Linked DNA regions of Cricetulus griseus: region 1 is linked to region 2. The links are chromatin contacts, called in public Hi-C maps. All regions are on one chromosome and are shown on one strand. The core of a region is the stretch at or near the end of the contact, and the rest is flanking DNA. Distances in the headings are between cores, read along the strand shown.

The links. Hi-C and Micro-C count contacts between places; a contact is called where the count stands out from the background.
Region 1: a contact with region 2 is called in a Hi-C map of liver, with 2.7 times the contacts expected there. The contact joins the promoter of Tgfbr2 here to the enhancer-like site in region 2. A contact is called at or near these places in 2 of 8 Hi-C or Micro-C datasets (the CHO-K1 cell line and liver).

The regions. Positions count from the first base shown.
Region 1 is chr4:223,258,158-223,262,249 of CriGri-PICRH-1.0, reverse strand. Tgfbr2 (TGF-beta receptor type-2) reads left to right here and starts at 2,243. Exons shown (of 8, transcript XM_027415317.2): 1 at 2,243-2,728. The coding sequence starts at 2,635.
Region 2 is chr4:223,172,876-223,177,065 of CriGri-PICRH-1.0, reverse strand. The region is part of intron 6 of Tgfbr2 (TGF-beta receptor type-2); the gene reads left to right. Among named protein-coding and RNA genes, the nearest start is that of Tgfbr2, 85 kb to the left of the region's middle. Within about 2 kb of position 2,730, at least 1 of the 6 cell types and tissues checked has open chromatin away from gene starts, as enhancers often do.

The DNA of each region.
Region 1 (4,092 bases), core at 994-3,493, 86 kb before region 2:
TGTTCTGGGTGAACCTGGTAGAGTTCACTGTATGAGCAGACAGTGTCCCTAAAATCTTCTGTCCTGGTTGGCTGGTTGTTGTCAACCCAAGCAAGAGTTATCTGAGAAGAGGGGACCACAGTTGAGAAAATGCCTCCATCAGATTGGCCTGTAGGCCAATTAGTGTTTAATGGGGAGGGCCCAGCTCACTGTGGGTGGGAGCACCTCTGGGCAGGAGGTCCTGGGTTATATAAGAAAGCAGGCTGAGTAAGCCTCAGGGAAGAAGCTGTAAAGTAGCACTTCTCCATGGCTCCTGCTTCAGCTCTTGCCTCCAGGGACCTGACTTAGTTCCTGCCTTGACTTCCATGGACGATGGGCTACAGGCTAGAAGATGAAATAAACCCTTTTCTTTTCTAGTTGCTCTCAGCCATGGTGTTGTATCTCGGTAACAAAAACACTAATCCAGACAATGGGCTATTCAGAATCCCATCTTTGAGAGCTGGAAGTAGGTTGAGCATGAACTTCTTTATCCAATCAGATATCTGACAGAGTGGAGATTCTATTAATAAACTGCAAAAGAGGGCCCAGTTCAGTCCTTAAAGGGATCATCACCACACAAGCTGAGAGCCACCTCTAGCACCTGCATAGAAAGCCCGGTGCTGGGGCAGGGGAGGGCTCAGTGTGGAAAGTGCTTGCTGCACAATCATGAGGACAACTGATTAGGTCGCAGCACCCACATAAAAAGCCTGGCATTGCCTTGCATGTGTCCCTGACCCCAGTTTTGTGAAGTCGAGACAGGAGGATCGGATAGCTTTAGGCTCAGTGAGAGGCCTTGTCTGGAGTAACTAAGGTGGAGAGTGACAGAGCTGGACACCTGACACCCCTGGCCTCCAGTGTGTGCCTATGTGCTCCTCACTCGTCCACGTACACTACATACATATATGCGCATTCGCACAGATATACATAGAAAAAAAAAAACGTGGTAGAGATGCTTTTGAAACCCTGGTGCTGGGGAAGCAAAGATAAGAGAATGGGTGTCTGGGCTTGCTAGCCAGTCAGTCTAGCCAATCTCCCATCTTCAGGATCAGTGGGAGACTCATATAGGCCAATGGGCTGGAAGAGATAGATCAGCGATTAAGAGCACTTGTTCCTATAGAGACCCGGATTCAGGTCCCAGCTCCTGGACATAGTGGCGCACAGCCTTTGGTGACTCTAGTTCCTGGAGATCTGATATCCTCTTATAACCTCTTTTGCAACAGGCCCACGCACGGTTATGCAGAAGTGAAGGCAAAATGCTCGCACATAAAATAAACCTTTAGATATAAACCAGGGGATTGAAACAGACACCGGATGTGGACCTCTGGCCTCCACGTACCCACACATGTACACACACAAGGCACACGCAGGGCAAAGCAGGGATTGTCTCTGGAAAACGTGGTCACCCCAGGAAGAAGGGAAATTTGAGGGGGTATACTGCCTTCCCACTGACAGCCTTTCTACATTCTTCAGTCAGGTATTTTCTTGCCTCAGCCGAATTATGGAAGAGCGATCACTGGAAAGCAGGAAGCAGACCCTACCACCAAAGACACTTTTATTCCTAGGTTCAGGCCTTACAGGCAACGTCCTGAAAACATCCCCACCGCGATCACATGGGTGACTATTTGGCTTCACCCAGCAGACCACGCCCAGGAAATGGTTCTTCCAATGGGAGGCTCTACCCAGGTGCTCATTAAAAATGCAGACACTCCCGGCCCAGACCTACAGAACCAGAACCTGCATTTTAGCTGAATTCACAACCCAAAGTGATTAATAACGCATATAAAAGTCTGAGACTAACCCCTGGATTATTGTCTCACAGTAAGAAAACAGTCCTTTACAACGTGATCGTGCATGCATGTACATAAAACTGAAACCAAACTCTCGTGAAGCAGTGCTTACCGTTATTTTTATGAGGGAAAACAATGTGTTGGGGACTCCGGAGCTACATTTCCGAGCCCCCTCCTTGTTCTCAGAGAAATTATAAAGGCCCTGGGAGCAATGCCTAGAAGGTGTGGGGAGTGCTTGGTGGGTTATCAAGAAAAGTGGTATAAGTACTTTCTAGCTTGCTCTGGGAAACGTGCGCTTAGTCACTTCTGAGTTTGAACTTGGAGCCTGGACCTGGGAGGCGGGGGTGCGTGGGAGGGCTGCGAGGGGGGCAGTTGAAAGTTTGCAGAGTCCTGGAAGGGGCCTTGATTGGCGGTAGGAGGAAGGCAAGGGCTGGAAGCTGGAGAGGGCTGGGGCTGGAAGGCTCTCGGGCGGCGAGAGGTCCTGCCCAGCTGTTGGCGAGGAGTTTCCTGTTTCCCTCCCGGCGCCCGGGTAAAGTTGATGAGTGAGTCACTCGCGCGCACCGACCGACGACACCCCCCGCGCGCGCACACGCTCGCCTGGGGGACGGAGCCCCAGCCTCCTGCGCAGCTCTCCTCGGCCGCCGGGGGCCTCCTGCGGGCCTCCAAACTCCCGGGATCGCCGGCCACATCTGGCCCGCACCTCTGCCCGGCGCGCTCGGGGCGGCCCAGGCACCCAGAGAGGACGAAGAGTCAAGGCGCAGCCCGGGGTCCCTGAGGCTCGGTTCGCGGCGCCCCAGGGGCCGGTCTATGACGAGCGACAGGGGCTACCATGGGTTGGGGGCTGCTCCGGGGCCTGTGGCCGCTGCACATCGTCCTGTGGACGCGCATCGCCAGCACGATCCCGCCGCACGTTCCCAAGTCGGGTGAGTGAGTGGCCGGGGCGCGACGCTGGGAGTCCACTAGGGCTCCTCGGTCCTCCTCCGACCCCCAGGGCAGCGATTGACAGTCGGCCGCGGGTCCCGGCGAGAGGGCGGAAACGGGAAGTTTGTAGCGGCCCGAGTCGTCCCAGGCCGGCTGAGATCGCAGAAGATCTCTCGCAAAAGAGGACAGTTCACTTGCGGGAGACTTGGGGACGCTCCTGACCCCTTTGTGCGCGCACGAAAGGTTAGGGAGGCAGCGAGGGCCTGCACCCCCGGAAAGGGAAGTTTGAGAACTTGGGGCTTGGAGGAGTCGCGGCAGGGGACTGGGCGCCCAGCTGTTGCACACCTGGGCCGAGTACTGCCCTAGATACCCCGACTGAACCAGACTCTCAGTCCTCAGTTCTACCACCTTGGGAGGGATTCTGGGCCCCAACTCACTGGAAACAAGTTTGAGAAAAGAACTGATCTCTGAGGGCTGTCATCTATCCCCCTGGCCTGCGGGGATGGGGACTCAATGAGGGTGGTCAGTTTGATGGCTTAGAGTAATTTAACGCGTGCCTATTAAGTGCTGCACCCCAGGGTTAAAGATCTCAGCAGTTGTCATTCGGTGGAAACACCTAACCCAGGATGCCCACCAGGTCCCATCTCAGGGGCAGCAGTCAAGAAAGAGAAGCAGGAATCAGGACTCCTTCCTAAGGACTTGCCTGGGAAGTGCAGAATCTCTGAAGTTTTAACTCAGAAGTTAAAATTGTTGCAGCTATTTGTAGTCAGGGCCACTGTTTGGGCAAGTCACATGACTCTGGGCCTCAGTTTACCCCTTTGTACATCTCCGTGGTTCAGTTTGTGTAAGTCTGGCACTCTTTCCATCATTGGCTTCCCGTGCTCTTCTCTGGTGATTTCGGGACTAGGAGATGTCCAGGGTCGTTTTTGGGTGAGGGAGCTCTTTAAGGATGTTAGCAGTGGAGCATTTCACAAGGGGCGAACCACACAAAGCAAAACAGCGAAACTCCCATCAGGGTTTTAGTTCTACAGTTTCTTAAAGTCTGCTTCAATTTTGCTCTCTCTGATAAGCTGCAGCTCCAGAAAGTTAAACCGTCTCTGATGTTACCCCAGCCTTGACTGGAGACTTGGCTCCATGGAAAAGGACATTGGAATGCAAGCTTGAGGACCTAAGTTCAAATCCCCATATCCATATACAAAGTTGGGTGTGGTTCCTTGTCAACCCGGTGGTAGTGGAAGGAGACTGGAGGCCCTTTAGAAATTGATGGATGCCAACCTGGCTGTAGGTTGGGTGAGAGACCTTGACTCAAGGGAACCATGTGGAGATTGATAAAGCAGAACACCTCATATCCTCCTTTGCCTCCCCA
Region 2 (4,190 bases), core at 1,481-3,980:
TCCTGCGGTGTCTGTGGTTAAAGAATGAGACAGTCTTGTTCTTCCTCCACCCCCAGCCCTACCACTGCCCCACCTTTCCCAAAGCCAGAGTACACAAGTGTTTGGGTGCACTGCAGGAAAATCACAACAGTTAAGGGGATTTCTTTTCAATTAGTAGTTTTTACATAGCTTGTTTAGAAATTACCAACTGTCTCCATCCAGCAGACCCTAAAATACCCTTCCTGGGGGCCTATGATAGAGAGGGCCTCACCAAGGTTGGCAGGGAGAGAGACATTTGTCAGGTTTTCAGTGGGTGGGGTATTCCCTAGAGTGCTTGCTCTAGGCAGAGTTGGGGGAAGCACTTTTTAGGTAGGTAGAAGAAAGAGTAACAACTCCTTAGCAAGACAAAGCCAGTCTGCAGGGCCCCTGAAACACCAGGAGCAGCTCTGAACACTCTGTTAGCCAGCCTCACTTTTCTTTCTTTTCTTGCTTTCTATTTTAGTTGTTGTTGTTGTTGTTGTCATTTTGTTTGTTTTGTTTTTCGAGACAGGGTTTCTCTGTGTAACAGTCCTGGGTGTCCTGGAACTCGCTCTGTGGACCAGGCTGGCCTTGAACTCACAGAGTACTGCCTCTGCCTCTGCCTCTGCCTCCCTGAGTGCTGGGATTGAGGGCCTGCACCACCCAGCCCAGCTCAGCCTCACCTTTGTAATGGCAAACTTCAGATGTTGGATCAATCTCTCCAGGCTGTTTGTTGTTCAGCATTCTCTACCTGGCTCTTGGATACCCTTAAACCATGCTTAGTTCCCTCCAATCATTTTCCTTTGTCATGATCCAGCCCCCACTCCCCTGACACATCTAAAGCCTGTTTCAGACCTGTTATAGAATAAGAAAGGAACCAAGAATGGATCTAAGTGACATTACGTTTTTTATGAAATTAGTTGTTGGGGCAGCACATATGGGCCGTGGGGTGTTTGTATAGATCAGAGGACAAGTTATAGGAACTGGTTCTCTCCTTCCACCATGGCTCTCATGATGAAACTAGGTTCTTCGGGTTTGGTCTTCTCCCACCGAGCCATCTTATCACTCACTGTACTGAGTGACATAAACAGCCACGAAGTATAGCTGGAGATGCCTAACTGGGATTCATTTCTCCTATAACTCATTTCTGATGCCTTTTGCTGAAGCCTCTGTCCACTGAACTGAGGGCAACCACCTGACCCTCTGTTAAAAAGTAGATTGGGAAGTGCTCACGTACAACCAATAAGGTAATGGCTTTAAATCCCTTTAATCTCACAGAAGCCACCTTTGTGGAAGAGCCCAGGGGCACAGCCATGAGAGGAGATTGGGTTTTCTAGACACCTTCCTTTCGTGACTTCATGGGTTTAAACATGTACATTTTCTGAAACATTTTAAACACCAATATGAAAAATAAGTAGGTGGGTTGAGTCAATATGGGCTTAGCTGTGACACTTACTGAGGGGGATGGATTACAGTCTTCTAGGCTGGAGATATGGAGAGCCAAAGAGGTCCAGGCCACAGTAAGTATGCTGTCAATCATCCACACTGCTCTGTTCCTAGGACTATTTTATGGTACAGGGTATAAGTAAGATTTCCCTAGGAAGTCCATCAGCGCCCACGCACCAAGCACAAGACTCCCTGCCTGCTAACCTTTTCCCTCGGGTCTGACCCCTAACCTTGTTTCTCAGAGTTCATAGTTTTACTCGGGGCTCTGCCTTCTCATTCAGAGTCAAGGTGGACACCTGCCAAAACTTGAAGCAAATTTAGAAACTCCCTGCAGGAGGGACTGGCCTTCCACGTACTGCTCATGTCCCCAGGTCCCCATGCAGGCTCAGAGAACAGCAGATAGGATGGCCTGAGTAGCCACAAAAGTAGCAACCAACCCCTCTGCTTTGTGCCCAAAGCAGATACTAGATACATGGGCTGAGTGGCAAGTGTCCACACAGCTAGACGTGAGTCATCTGAGCACACTTGTGGACACAAGAGAAGAAAGTAAGGTCAGGGCTTAGGGTGTTCAAAATGAGGGGAGAGACCCCAGGAAGAACCAACAAAACCCATTGTAAGAAAAAAGTCTAGCATGTGTTGTTAGCTGCTATGGGAGCACATATTGTGCAAATGTGGCATTTTCAGGGGTGAAAGAAAAAGTCAGTTTGAAATGTGTGCACAAGGATACAAGATGGCTCAGAAAGTGGAGGCACCAGCTACCAAGCCTGAGCTCTTGAGTTCGAGTCCCAGGATCCATGTGGTAGAAGGAGAGAATGAGCAACTCCCAAAGAAGTTGTCCTCTAACCCCTGACCTCTGACCTCCAGAAGTGTACGATGGCTTGTACTCAAATGCATAAATAAGTCAATGTAAATATGTATGAATTTCAAATCTTGCCCCCACCCTAACCTGAGTTATTATTGACTGGTGATTGATTTTTTTGAGATGGGGGATGGGCCGTCTCACTTCTAGCCCAGACTGACTGTCAAGCCTTAGCTGGCTTCAGATTTATAGCATCCGTCTGCCTCAGCCTCCACAGAGCTGAGGTGACAGGTATGTACCACTGTACCCTCTTGAAAGGTCACTCTCAAGGGACAGGCACCTACCAGTTTGGGTCACGTGATGTTCTTTGACCATACCTTGTTTTTCCATTTTAAAGTCAGAAGGCAGCGAAGCTCTCAGATCCTCCCTGTGTGGCACAGTTAGTCTCTGCCAGCATCTTGCTGACCCTTGACCTCCCTTCCCCAGTGTACCCAAAGAGAGGAAGTAGGCCTTCAGGGCACAGGAAGTTCCCAAGGTCTCAGGAAAACAGGGGAACTTGGTTAAGCTTCCCCTTGCTTTGGGAAAACAATTTATGCCTCACCTCCTTTTCCACTGAGGCTTCCTGTACCTCATCTCCACAGCCACCTTCTCCCATGCTCCATGGAAGCTCGTGTGGCCCACATGGGACTTAAACATGAAAATAACTGCCGTGATTGACAGCTGTGGCCTAAGCAACTTAAAAAAGGAAAAGGTTTATGTGGGCTCATAGCTTGAGGGTACACTCCATCATGGATACAGGAACACGAGGTCTCTCGCTGATGGTCATGTTCTGTGTCCATTATCCCAAAGCAGGGAAGGAATGTATGTATTCAACTCTAGTTCTCCTTTTGCCTTTTTATTTCATTTAGAATTGGAGCCCAGTGGATGGTATTGCACACACTCAGAGCAGGGGCCTCTCCTCCCTGAACCTCAGGGACACCCCCAGCAGTGCAACTCCCAGGTCATTCCAGTGAAGATGAGCTGTCCCAAGTGATTTCAGGGGTTAGAAGTCAGAGTGGAACAAACTAGCCCTAGTTAACGATTTAACCATAGAAGTGTTTTCTTTCCTCTTTGGGCCTGTCAGCCAGGAGGTAGTCTTTGGGCCGGAGTCTCTTCCTGCTATTTTCCTCTCATTGTTGCAATGCTCTGCCTGTCATTTCTGAGCATGGGCATGAGAATTGTGGCCCCTGGAGCACTGAAGTGTTCCCTGGGAGGAGAAAGCAAGGAAGCCTTCTGGAAAGGCACAGGTCCTTCATCAGACACCCATAATGCTGCATGGTTCTGAGCCATCTTCTCAAGGAAGGGCTTTGTGAGCGCCCTCATGGTGGAGTGGCAGTCACCTTCAGATGGGCAGCTGAGCAGACAGAAACCAAAAGAGAAAGAGGGAACCTCTTCGTGGGCTGCTGGCTTGGACCAGCGTTGCCAGAAGTAGATCCTGATGTGAAAATTTGGGGGGCATTGTTTATTGAGGAGCAGGTCTCATGGGGAAGGAGCCATGCTGTGGTTACTACATGATTTAGAGAGCCTGGCCTCAGCTGTGGCTCACAGATGCTCTTAGAGTGGCTTACAGAGGCATGAAGATTGGGAATCAACACACACGTCCCCCTGTGGCATGGCTATCACTGGCAGGTGTCATGTCCAGGCATCTCCAGGCTGAGGTATTTCCATCTGGCAGTACAATTCTTCAGAGAAGGAGGGAGGAGTGAGACCCGTGGGCAATACCTGAACTGCTCGAGATTCTTGGCTTGGTAAAGGGTGTCTAGTTATGCAAGAAACACGACTGCAACAGCAGCCAAAGAGCTAGAAACAGAGAGTCTGTGGCCCAATACAGTATCTAATGAGCATTTCATATCTTAGGCAAATCCCATGCGCCTTGTCCTTTCTTTCTTGGAATAGCGCAATAAGGACT